4 separate regions of the Mus musculus genome follow, and regions 1, 2 and 4 are each linked to region 3. A link is a contact called in public ChIA-PET and HiChIP or PLAC-seq data. All regions are on one chromosome and are shown on one strand. The core of a region is the stretch at or near the end of the contact, and the rest is flanking DNA. Distances in the headings are between cores, read along the strand shown. Region 1 holds the start of Cpsf2 (cleavage and polyadenylation specific factor 2). Region 2 holds the start of Ifi27 (interferon, alpha-inducible protein 27). Region 3 holds the start of Itpk1 (inositol 1,3,4-triphosphate 5/6 kinase). Region 4 holds the start of Atxn3 (ataxin 3).

Evidence for each region. ChIA-PET counts read pairs in DNA pulled down with a chosen protein or histone mark. HiChIP or PLAC-seq counts read pairs in DNA pulled down with a chosen protein or histone mark.
Region 1: an H3K27ac HiChIP or PLAC-seq map of extraembryonic endoderm stem cells shows a contact between it and region 3, with 7 times the contacts expected there. The contact joins the promoter of Cpsf2 here to the promoter of Itpk1 in region 3. A contact is called at or near these places in 8 of 39 promoter capture datasets (the C10 cell line, the HPC-7 cell line, cranial neural crest and 4 more), 4 of 484 Hi-C or Micro-C datasets (CD4 T cells, embryonic stem cells and regulatory T cells), 15 of 115 datasets of contacts at active chromatin or transcription factors (bone marrow-derived macrophages, effector CD8 T cells, embryonic forebrain and 9 more) and 3 of 9 other capture datasets (adipose tissue, liver and macrophages).
Region 2: a contact with region 3 is called in an RNA polymerase II ChIA-PET map of memory CD8 T cells, with 19 read pairs. The contact joins the promoter of Ifi27 here to the promoter of Itpk1 in region 3. A contact is called at or near these places in 2 of 115 datasets of contacts at active chromatin or transcription factors (memory CD8 T cells and pancreatic cancer cells).
Region 4: an RNA polymerase II ChIA-PET map of memory CD8 T cells shows a contact between it and region 3, with 17 read pairs. The contact joins the promoter of Atxn3 here to the promoter of Itpk1 in region 3. A contact is called at or near these places in 1 of 39 promoter capture datasets (hippocampal neurons), 1 of 484 Hi-C or Micro-C datasets (embryonic stem cells) and 4 of 115 datasets of contacts at active chromatin or transcription factors (astrocytes, large pre-B cells, memory CD8 T cells and 1 more).

What each region holds. Positions count from the first base shown.
Region 1 is chr12:101,974,553-101,977,252 of GRCm38.p6, forward strand. It overlaps Cpsf2 (cleavage and polyadenylation specific factor 2), which reads left to right and starts at 1,422. Exons shown (of 15, transcript NM_016856.3): 1 at 1,422-1,582. It overlaps Ndufb1 (NADH:ubiquinone oxidoreductase subunit B1), which reads right to left and starts at 1,186. Exons shown (of 3, transcript NM_001378525.1): 1 at 1,108-1,186.
Region 2 is chr12:103,432,799-103,435,498 of GRCm38.p6, forward strand. Ifi27 (interferon, alpha-inducible protein 27) reads left to right here and starts at 1,391. Exons shown (of 6, transcript NM_194067.2): 1 at 1,391-1,552; 2 at 2,624-2,700. The coding sequence starts at 2,658. It also overlaps a transcript of Ifi27l2a not described here.
Region 3 is chr12:102,703,493-102,706,192 of GRCm38.p6, forward strand. It overlaps Itpk1 (inositol 1,3,4-triphosphate 5/6 kinase), which reads right to left and starts at 1,377. Exons shown (of 10, transcript NM_172584.3): 1 at 1,230-1,377. The coding sequence starts at 1,324.
Region 4 is chr12:101,956,799-101,959,498 of GRCm38.p6, forward strand. Atxn3 (ataxin 3) reads right to left here and starts at 1,445. Exons shown (of 11, transcript NM_029705.3): 1 at 1,336-1,445. The coding sequence starts at 1,359.

The DNA.
Region 1 (2,700 bases), core at 172-2,671, 730 kb before region 3:
TCAGATGAAGAAATCCAAATTTAGTTGTGGCAAAGTAACTTGCTTTAAGTATAGGGTAAAGAGTCAGGATTAGCATAGTCCCCAGACAATCTGTATCCTGATCAGGCTTAAGCTCTTTTGTTCTACTCTCTCTCCTGTGTACGGAGGTAAACAGTTAAATAACTCCTCCTCTCTTTTCTTCTTTGCAGAGCCTCTCTCTCTCTCTCTCTCTCTCTCTCTCTCTCTCTCTCTCTCTCTCTCCATGTGTGTGTGTGTGAGACTTTTTAAAAACAAAAAACAACTAACCCCACATCCCACATATTTCTTAATATTTTTCTCTAACACAAGGTATTTCCCTTAAATACCACCTGCCTCTGCTTTCCAAGTGCTGGGATTAAAGTTTCTTTCCCTTTTCAAGAATAACAGACACTGCTGTGAGTCTTATTTTGCTGAGTCTTCTATCTGGATTCATGCTGGAAACATGTAGACTTTTTTTGTTGTTTTGTTTTTCAAGACAGGGGTTCTCTTTAAAGCCCTGGCTGCCCTGGAACTCACTCTGTAGACCAGCCTGGCCTTGAACTCAGAAATCCACCTGCCTCTGCTTTCCAAGTGCTGGGATTAAAGGCATGCGCCACCACCACTGCAGGCACATGTAGACTTTTTAAGAGATAATACCTTGTGTTGGACTGGACCCCACAGTTCTTTATAATTATTACAAAGTGTCACCTAAGATATGGAATGGATGGAGCAAAACCGAAACCGTTGAGATCATAACACGGACTGGAAACCAAGCAGAAAGCCTTGTTTTTAAAAGGCAAATGGCTACGTGCGGGTTTCACAATCAGGAGAGTTGGACGAGGAGACAGACGCCTGGGCGACCGCGCCCCGCTTCTGGATAGGAGCTGCATTCCCTATTGTGGGCTCAAGAGTCGGATCCTTGAGAACCCTTCCGAGTCCCCCGAGAGCCAGGCCATCAGATCGTCCCCAGAGCAGTCTTTGTAAAAGGCGTGGGGCGGGCAGCGCGCAGGGGTCACCGAAGGCGACCCTGTTTCCCCTCCATGCGAGCGTTCCCCAGAACCCTCCCGCCCGCATCACCACCACGGGTGGCGCCGGGGTCCCCAGACCCACCTTCAGCCTGGTGACAAGGCGACCAAGGACAGCCGCAGGGAGCTAGGCCACTGGCGCCGGCGGAAGCCGTGACCTAAGGAGCTGCCACTCGCCGCGCCAGCCCTGATGAGAGGGGGTGGCGTCGGCAAACCGGCGCTTCTCTCTCCCTTCTCACGCGCGAATCCCGTACATCTTAAGCTGTGAATGATCGCGACACGTTTTGAATAAGACGTGGATCCAGGCTGACAAGGTTTGCGAGCTTTTGCGCTGTCCTCTTCCCTGACCCGGTTCGTCACCACCCCTACAGATGGTGTCGCCCGGGTCGTCCCCGCCTCAGCCGCTCTGCTCAGGCCCAAGATGGCGGCCACCACACAGGGGCTCCTGCCGGCTGCTCTCCGCCGCTGAGCGCGCGCTAGCTCTGCTCGCTCTCCGACCTGCGTTCCACTAGGGGTTGGGAAGGGCGGCGGACGGTGCCGGGGGGAGATTGGCCTGGCAGGTGAGGACGGGAGACGGAAAGGAGCCTTCGGGTTGGGAGGAGGCCCTCAAGGGGATGGGTTCCCGCGTCGGCCCGGTGTCGCCCGGACGCGCTCCCGCGGTTTCGGTTGTGACAGTCTCCGTGGTTCCTGGAACAAGCGTTCCGCAAGGGGGAAGAGAAGTGACTTTTCCCCGGGCTGAAACCTCGGGGTGTTGGGGCGCGCCTATGCTTCCTCCTTGCCCTCCCTCCTGTCTAGTTCCTCTGAGCTTTCATCAGCTGGAGCTAAAAGTTAATCCGCGTCCAGCCTGGGCTCTTTCCCCTTGTACCGCCGTACTCCCCAAGCCTCCCCATCTCTGCCTTTCCCATCTTGGGCTCAGAGAACACGAGGCCAGCAGGTGCCTTCGTAGCTCCTTAATTCCAAAGACCCTTGAGAGGCTCATGCCACGCCTTGATAGAATTAACTTCTCTCGGCGCTACCACAATCACCACGTTTCCCAAGATCCCATTCCTAGTTTCCTTGCTTACGTACTTTTCAGGAAACCAGAAGTCAGGCCATATCCAGCCCCAGTACTCTGGCCCCTGTGACAAGGAGAACTTAAGCATCATCTATGCCTACTTTTCTACCCTTTAATTTTACGATTCCTTTGCCCCTTTCAAAGCCTTTCTTTACCTGAACGATTAAAGAGAGACTTCTCCCACTGTGAGCCCCAGGACTAGTCCAGATCCGTCTTTGCGTATTTCTCATTAGTTGACCTCAGCGTGAACGATCATTCTTGAGAAAGCAAGTATCTGGTATATATTCGAGATGAAGCAGAGGTAGTCGAAGTCACTGCCCTGGGGGAATTCCCGATATGGTGGGTTCAGTGCGTTCAGCACATTTATTTCTATTGCTTCGAGCACTGTGCTTGGTTTGGGAGATGCAAAGATGATCGCTTTTGGACACAATCATCATCCCTTGGCAAACACTCCTCCTGCCTCCTTTGTGCTAAGTAATGAAGCTTTACCTGGGGACAATGAAAAGCTTGCACCTGAGCCAGATCAAGAGGAATTTGCTAAGCCTGGGAGAACAAAGTTATTCCTGGGTGCAGAAGAGGGATTAAAAACTTGAGAAGGCTGAGCACTGTTGGGGAGATTTTTAA
Region 2 (2,700 bases), core at 141-2,640, 730 kb after region 3:
CCATGAGTGGATGTACGCTTGCCCCTGATTGAATGTATGCTTGCCTCTGATTGGGTGGAAGTGAGACGGACAAAGCTCTTTGCCTTTATTGTACTTTTTGAATATTCTGTAGTTATAGCAATTATATGCCTTCCCAGTGAGAAAAACATCCACACACTTGAGGATTAGAAAAGAGAAGGTGGGATGGAGAGTTGGCTCAGTAGTCAAAAGCACTTCTTGTTGCACAGGATGCCCATGGCTCTCACCGCCTCTTCCAACACCAAGCACAGTGTGGTGCACAGATATATACACCCAGACACGATACTCATGCACATAAAAGAGTAAAAATAAATATACATTTTTTTTAAGGAAAAGGCTTCCTACTAGGCCTACAACTAGTAGTTGTGGTAACAGTGACAATAATAGGCTCTGGCTAATGTACAAAGATAACTGGACACAAGATTTTACTAACTTATTTACACCATAGGCTTAGCATTCGGCAGGAACTGTCACCCTTCGGTCTCTTTCAGTCCCAGCCCCAGGGTACACTTTGAATATTTAACCAGAGACAGGAGACTGAAAGTCAGGCAGCTTGGACAGATGGGAGATTTATACAGCAAAGGTATTGCCGGAATTATTTTTAATTTCACCAGTGTTGTTCCTTTTGAATGTTTGCAACCCAGGTCTATCTTGCCTGCATGCAGAATTCAGCCTTTCTTAATAAGAGGTTAGGGGGTTTGATGGCAGACTAGGACTTAAAGGTGGCTGTGACCTTGAGGTGCTCTCTTGAGTTGCCCTTTAGAGCCTGTTCTTTGATATGGGGAGGGAACAAAGGTCTGATTATGAGTCAAGGTTGTTGCCCGTTGTTACAGGAACGGAGCCAGATTTGGGTTCATTCTTGGTGAACAACAGCAAAAACCTTCTCAGCCACCCTAAACTTCAATCATGGTACAAAATTTTATTTTCTACAGTGTATAAGAAACCCAGTGATATTTCACTTTCATTCCTTTCATATTGGAGACATTCCAGTTTGTGTAATTTAATATTAAATTCGACTTCGTGCAACTTAATATTTTCTAAGTGACATTATTAATAAATGTTTACAACCTCAATTTTATTACTTCAAGTTTCTCCCACAGCACTGTCACTGGAAGGAAAAAAACCCACTGGCAAACGTGTTATATTTTACAATACTTTGTAAACCGATTAACACTCAGAACCCTCAGTAAAAGAATAGTGAATTTTTCTTCCCAGCCAAAACAGCAGTGGGAATGGAAATTTTTCTCATTGGCTGCCTTCCATCACTGAGTGTTTCTTCAATCTGAGTGGATTTGTCGGGCCTGGAGAGAGCTGGGGAAATAGAAACCTATCTTATTGGCTGTCTTCAGTCACGGGGTGTATCTTCAACTAGAGTGGATTTGTCGGGCCTGGAGAGAGCTGGGGAAATCGAAACTTATTTCAGCAGCTGTCTTCAGTCACTGGGTGTGTCTTCCTGCACAGTGGACTTGACGGGCCTGGAGGGAGGAGAGGAAATTGAAACCTATCTCATCCTCTAGTTTATTTACATCATTGGGTATGTCTTCTTTGACCACAGTAGAGTTTTCCACTCTGAAATGAACTGGGTTTTCCAGAAACGAATCCAAGATCCAGCTGTTGGTAGTAGTGGGGGTGGGGATGTCAGTTGGGGTCTTCAGGAAATCTTCAGTGGGTAGGTCCAGAACAGAGACCCTACTCAGATGCCCCTAGGCCTAGGAGGCAAAAGTCCTCAGAGGCTGAAGGGAAGCCAATGTACAGGCTCTCTCAGAAGCCGTCTAGTTCTTGAAAAGGCACCTATCTATAAAGGTAATGGGTTATTTTTCCTAAGCTGGCGCAATGAGATAATTCAAGTCAGATTAATTCTATATAGGCAGATTTATCAGGAAGCTGCTCTCAGGCAAGATCACTGGCCACAAGGACCAAGTTCAGGGACCTCATTATGGTGATAGGAGGATGAGACAGAGACATGTGCATGCACCAAGAGAGAACAGAAGTCCAGGAAGAGACAGTTAGACACCAGCATGTCTGGACCATTTAGGGAAGAGGCCTGGGCTTATGGCAGCCCAGCCTTTGGGCTGGACAGTTCAAGGGTTGGGCCAGGGTATGCCAGGGAGGGACTGAGGGATGCTGGGAGAACCTGGAGGCCAGGTCTGGAACCTGGAGGTCAGGTCTGCTTTGACATGTCAAATATGCACCTCAGTCTCTTGTCCTTGGGTCTGAAACCAAATAGTGGGTGTGTTCCAAGAAGGAAGGGACCCCAGGCCCTATTAGTCTCTGAAGGCTAGAGGTTGGTGAAGTGAGCTATAAGGGTTAAGAGTAATGTAGTCAGCCTGCCACTTGTAAGCAGCTGGACCAGGCTGGTTTGGTGCCTAAGGTCTTTGCTATGGAGCCTTCTGGCCTGGAGTGAATCACTTGCACTGTCTAAAATGGCTCCTTAATCCCTACAAGAAGCAGGATCTCAGACCCTAGGGCTGGGGCCAAGCCCAGTGTGGCCACCAATTCTGAGCAGCCTCTCTCTCCAGCCGGGAGCCATTCAGTGTTTGCAGGTTCGTTGGTGGAATCCAGCTCTTGGTCTCCAATCTCATCAAAACTCCAATTCACTCCATAGATTCGGTTCCTGTTTGGAAACTTAACTGGTCCTCATGGCGTTTTCGGGCACAGGGACACTGGTGGCTTCCATTGTCT
Region 3 (2,700 bases), core at 127-2,626:
CAGCCAAACCCACAAGGGAACTATAAGGGGCGCAGAACCAGGGCCCCCTTATAAATAGGCATTATCCCATCCAGTTGTGGTCAAGGAGGGCCTGTAAGGCTTGCCTGGGGCAGAGAAGCAGCAGGCTCTTGGACAGCCATGAGGGGCAAGGCAGTGCTGCCAGGGCGGCCTCTATGTGCCAGCTCAGACTGCTAACTAACCCCTGTGCACCAAGGGATAATGGAAGCCCAACTGTTCAATTCTCCAAAATTCGGGGCACCCACCAGGGATGGAACTACAAGTGAAGTCCATTTTCAAAAGTCAAATCTACTAAGTGAAAAGACTACCTAACAAAAGGTTTCCACCCGGAGTTTGCAAAAGGCTTCGGGGATGGGGTGTGGGGGCTGGATTCTCTTAGGCTTTCATTGAGAAGCTGTAACCAATAGCTCTGCGGAGAGGCAAGGCACACCTGACTCTAGGAACCCAGCACTTCTGTAATGTATTAAGAGCAAGCTCCATCAAAGCCCTCGGTCTCTGCCACTGAAGCACCAGCGCAGGGAGAACGAGGTGCTCAGCCGGAATGGCAGAAGACAATTCTACCCTACGTGGGTCCACCCATCACTTTCTATGCTCTGCCACTCCTTGGCCCTGGGACTACAAGGCAGGTACCCCACCTCTCTGCTGGTAGGTGTCCCTCTTCTAAGACACGTGGCCCAGAATCACCATCCTGGCTAATTTGCGAGGCTGCTGCGAGGCTCTAATGAGACAGCAAATCACCACAGACAAGCCAAGTATCGCTACTCATTTCAACTGGGCTTAAGCCGGCTGATATGCAATGACAGCTTCAGGAGCCGTGCACACGCGAGGCACGTAGTAGGCTCCACACAAACGCCGGTATCCTGCTCTACTAAGGGGAAGAAGAGGGAGGAAGAAAAACACACCAGTCCAAAAGTACCCTCTAACCCCTGACTGCTGGCGTGGACTCCCCGATTTCCCGGGTCCCACCACCCTGGACGGCCAGGGATCTCCCGGCACGACCCCAGTGCACCTGAGAGCCGCGGTCCGAACCCAACGCCCACAGCGGCCACGCTCCCCTCGGACACAGCCCGCGGCCCCCCGCGGCCACCTTGCTGCTCCGAACCAGCCCTCAGCGCGCGCCGCTCCTTCCCGGGTCGCCGTCGTCTGCCCCGCGCCCGCCGAGGGTAACCAGGCTCGGGCCGCGGGGGTCCCCAAGCCGCGTCCCTCCTCACCTGCACAGCTCCGCGAAGGCCTGGAAATTGAGCTTCTTGACTTTCTTCTCGCTCAGCCAGTAGCCAACTCTCTTCCCTTTCAGGAAGGTCTGCATCTTCTTCCTCCTCGGCCCGGGAGCCTGGGTCCGGAGGAAATTGCCCACAGGCCGAGCGTGTGGGGCCGGCGCGCGCCGCGAGCGTGCGGGCACCTCCTCCGGCGGCGGCGGCGGGGACGCGGAGCGGGCTTCAGCGCGCGGTCCTACCGGGCGGGGCGGCGGGCGGGGCGGGCCGGGGCGGGGCGGCGGCTGGGGGGCGGAGGCTCAGCGCGCCGCGCCACTGGCTGGGCCCCGCGGGTGGGCGCGCCCCGCCGCCGCCCCGCCCCCTCCGCCCCGCGGGGCTCGCCCGCGCAGGGACGTGCGCCCCGCAGCACCGTGCGCCGCTCGAGGACTCTAGGGATCCCGGGCCGCCGCCCGAGACCGCACCCGAGCCTCGAGCCCGAGCTGGAGCACGCCCTCCCGCGGCGAGGGTTCGCCCGCGCGTGCCTCTCGGACGCGCGGGGACCCCCTCGGGGAGCGCGCCGCCGTGTCCCCCGCCCTTCCTGCCCCAGCGCCCGCGCACACGCCACGCACACGCGGGGCCTGGGGCAGAGCTCCCGGAGGAGGAAGCGCCGGTTACCGCCAGGGGGCGCCAATGAGTCTTAAAGGCGCCGCCGCTAGTGGCGGGGTGCTGGATGGTGGCCAGGGCAGAGTGGGGTGAGGGAGTCGTGGTGTGGGCGCCTTGTGTCTATCTTGGAGGGCGGCCAAACCACTGGGCTTCGTTGCTCCTTGGCAGCACAGCGGGGATTGCCCCCAGAGGCAATTCGTTGCAATTGTCCTGTACTATCTCCACAACTGCCCCAGGTTCACACTCTGGGGTCCCTTTCAGCGGAGGGAGAGAAGCAGCCAGAGTGCACATAGCATCTTCAGGAGAGCCTTTTCTTTGCTAGGTGAAGGGACGTAGCTCGGCGTCTGACTTAGTGCTTTGGATCCTCTGAGCCACCTGCTCTACCCCGGCCTATGGGACAGTACTTAGCATTCCAGCCATCTCCAGCCTATGCTTTAGGCATTGGGAGGAGAAATTGGAGGCTCTCCCCAGACACAGACAGGGAAAAAAAAATGGGTTCCCGTGTGTAAAGAAAGACATTTTATCTGGCTTTGGAAATAAAGACAATTTTTGAAGATCTGAGATGAGAAAAGGCTTGAAGAAATGAAAGCTGTTAGTAAAGTGACAGAAACGGGCCTTGACCAGACTTGAGGAGTTACACCAAGTCCCTTTTTCCGGCTTAGATCCTGACCTTGGGCAGTGTCCTTGGTCCCCCTTGGTTCAGTTTTAGCAAGAAACCTCCTGAGTCAGAAAAGTTCGCCATCCCTGGTATCAGATCACTGCGGCCTGTCTGCAGTAAGAATGCTGTCAAGTGGGGCTGCTGAGATGGCTCAGCTGGTAAGGGTACTTG
Region 4 (2,700 bases), core at 195-2,694, 750 kb before region 3:
AAGTTGGGAAGAGAGAACTTTATAAAGTCCTCCCTGACCTCCACACCAGCACATACACACAAACAGTAACTTTTTTTTTTAAATAGAATGAATGGCAAGAGTCTCATGAAGCAGTGTATACAGTGTTCAAAATATAACATGTTTAAAATGGGTCTTATTCCAAAACCTTTGGAAAATTAATTACAAATGAATGTGGGGAGGGGGCCGGGAGGGGGAGCTCACTCAGTCATAGCACGTGGCCATCATCCCAGCCAGCTCTCAGGAGGCAGAGACAGGACGATGGGAGTCTGGAGCCAACTTGGGCTACAAGAAATCCTGTCACAAACTAACTTGTTCCAGTTCCAAAACACTCAAAATGTCTTCTTAAGAGCACTTCATTTAACAACGTCCTTAGATTCACATCATTTTTGTCTTTTTGTTGTGCGTGGATTTTAAACACTATGAGTCAATGCTCCTTTACAAGTGATAAAAACAAAGGCCTTTGCTCCCAACGAAATAATAGTCTCAACTAGCAACCCTCTCCAAACCTAAAATGATTATGAAACATGGTTGTCCGAGAAACACCCAAATGACTTGATAATTGTATGCGAACATAGACCAGTTTCTCAAGATGTCACAGCAATACTTTTAAGCGTAGTCACTTAGGAATTAAGGTGAGGAAGAGACTAAGCCAAATCACACAGTAGAACGATTCTAATCTATCCATAATACCTAAAAACAAAGCTGGCCTCCTGGTCCGGAAAAATGGGAGAACAACCCAAACATCCCCGTAATAAAAACTCTTATGACGACTTCCCTCCGGGGTTTCCTACTTTACTTCCGAAGTGTCAGGCCCTTTAATGGGAAAGCCACGGTCACAACTGCAGAAAGACGTGGGATGGATAATCAAGATCTAAATGCATGGAGCATTCCATTATAGAACTGAGTTGAGAGAGAAAGTTGGATCTGCCAGAGGACAGGTTAGGGGGCGTGGGTGGAGTTGGGAAGGGTCCGCCAGGTGCTGAAAAGGCGACTCGCTAGACTAGACCCTAAGAGAGAAGAGAGAAGAAACCCGAAAAGGTGTGGCAAGTGGACAAGGAACGCCCGCGCTAATCCTCCGGGTGAAGCCCCCCGAAATGCCCAGGCTACCCGCCCGGTCTTCTAGGGCGAGGGTGCCGGGAACGCATGCGGGAGGCTTCACGAGCGGAGCCATGGGGAGAAGGCAGGAAGCACCCCTCACCCAGCCAGGTCGGGATGGGGGCGCTCGGGCCCCGCCTGAGTTCCTGAAGCGGCGTCGCTGCTCCCCACGCCCGCCGCCGAGCCGAGGACGGCTCCCCACCGAACGCCCACACTCACTTTCTCGTGGAAGATGGACTCCATGTTTATTTGTCTGGAGCCAACGGCCCCGGCGCGGAGCAGCCCCCTCCAGCAGCTCCGCCCCCGGCCCCACCCCTCAGCCCCGGTCCGCCCCGCCCTAGCCACGTGCCTCTCGCCAACCAATCACTACTGCGGGCGCACGTCACGAGGCACGCGAACCCGGGAGCACGGGACACGTGACCTGGGCGGCGTTGGTCCTCCCCGCGGCAAGCGTGATGCTGCGGCGCCGCCTGCTGTGCGGAGGAACTTCTCTACGCGGGACAATCTTGTGATTCTAGGGTTCTAGAAGAGAATCCTCGCAGCCAAGTTTTAGGTTCTTTTTTTTCTTTTTTTTTTTTTTTTCCATCTCCACCTTCTTTGGTCCTTTCTCCTCATCTTTATGTGAGCAACTCCTCTCCCACTGAAGACTTCATTCCAGAAGAGGCATTCTCCACATACCTAATATTTGTGTAAAAACTATAGCTAATGTTTAGTTAGGACTGACTTAGAATAGTCCAGTTGTAAGCGCAATTTAATACGGCATTTTTTGATGTGTGTGTGTCTTTTGTAATATTATACAAATAAAGAAATGTAGGTACGAAGAAATTAGCACAGCACACTGTCCAACATAGTTGGCTGTTGGAATGAATATCAGGTCCTGGGGTAAATACGCCATCTCTGAAGGAGGAAGCGTTGGTGAGGAAGTGAAAAATCCAGCAAAATATTGAGTGGCTCGCGCAGGGGATGGGGGTGGGGAGGGGGGGATTGACAAAGATTAAGCGTTGTATTGGGCGTTGTATCTTGTATGGTGGAACCATTTTAGGTTCTTCAATGTAGCAAAGGCCCAGTCTCCTAAAGGCTCATTGTACCTGAAGGTAAGGAAGGCATATGTTGTGTTGGAGGACAGCTGCTCTATGCCAGCCTGTAGCCAGGGTTACATAGGAGGACCCTGTCCACCACCTCCCTACCGGGAAAAAAAAAAAAAAAAAAAAAGCTACAGGCGGTTAAAGATTTTTAAAACTAGAGACATGGGGTCAAATTAGGATTTTAGAGGATCACTGGGGAACAATACTTGAAAGGCATTTGGGGAGAAATGAAGAGACTCTGGTGGTCAGGACTCCAGTAGTGATTTGAGAATGGAGAGAGACCACTTTGAAGCTTTAGGAAACAGAAGACTTTGATGAGGGACTGGGGTGGGATGGGGGTATTGTTAGGAAAGACTTGTGGGTTTCTGCTCTAGGTACCATGTAAAGCAGAAGTGATACTCCAACCAGAAATACTTTACAGAATGAGTAGGGTCTTGGGAAGAGAAGAAAAGGCTTTTAATTTAGAAAATACTGAGCTTAAATATCTCTGCAACTAAAG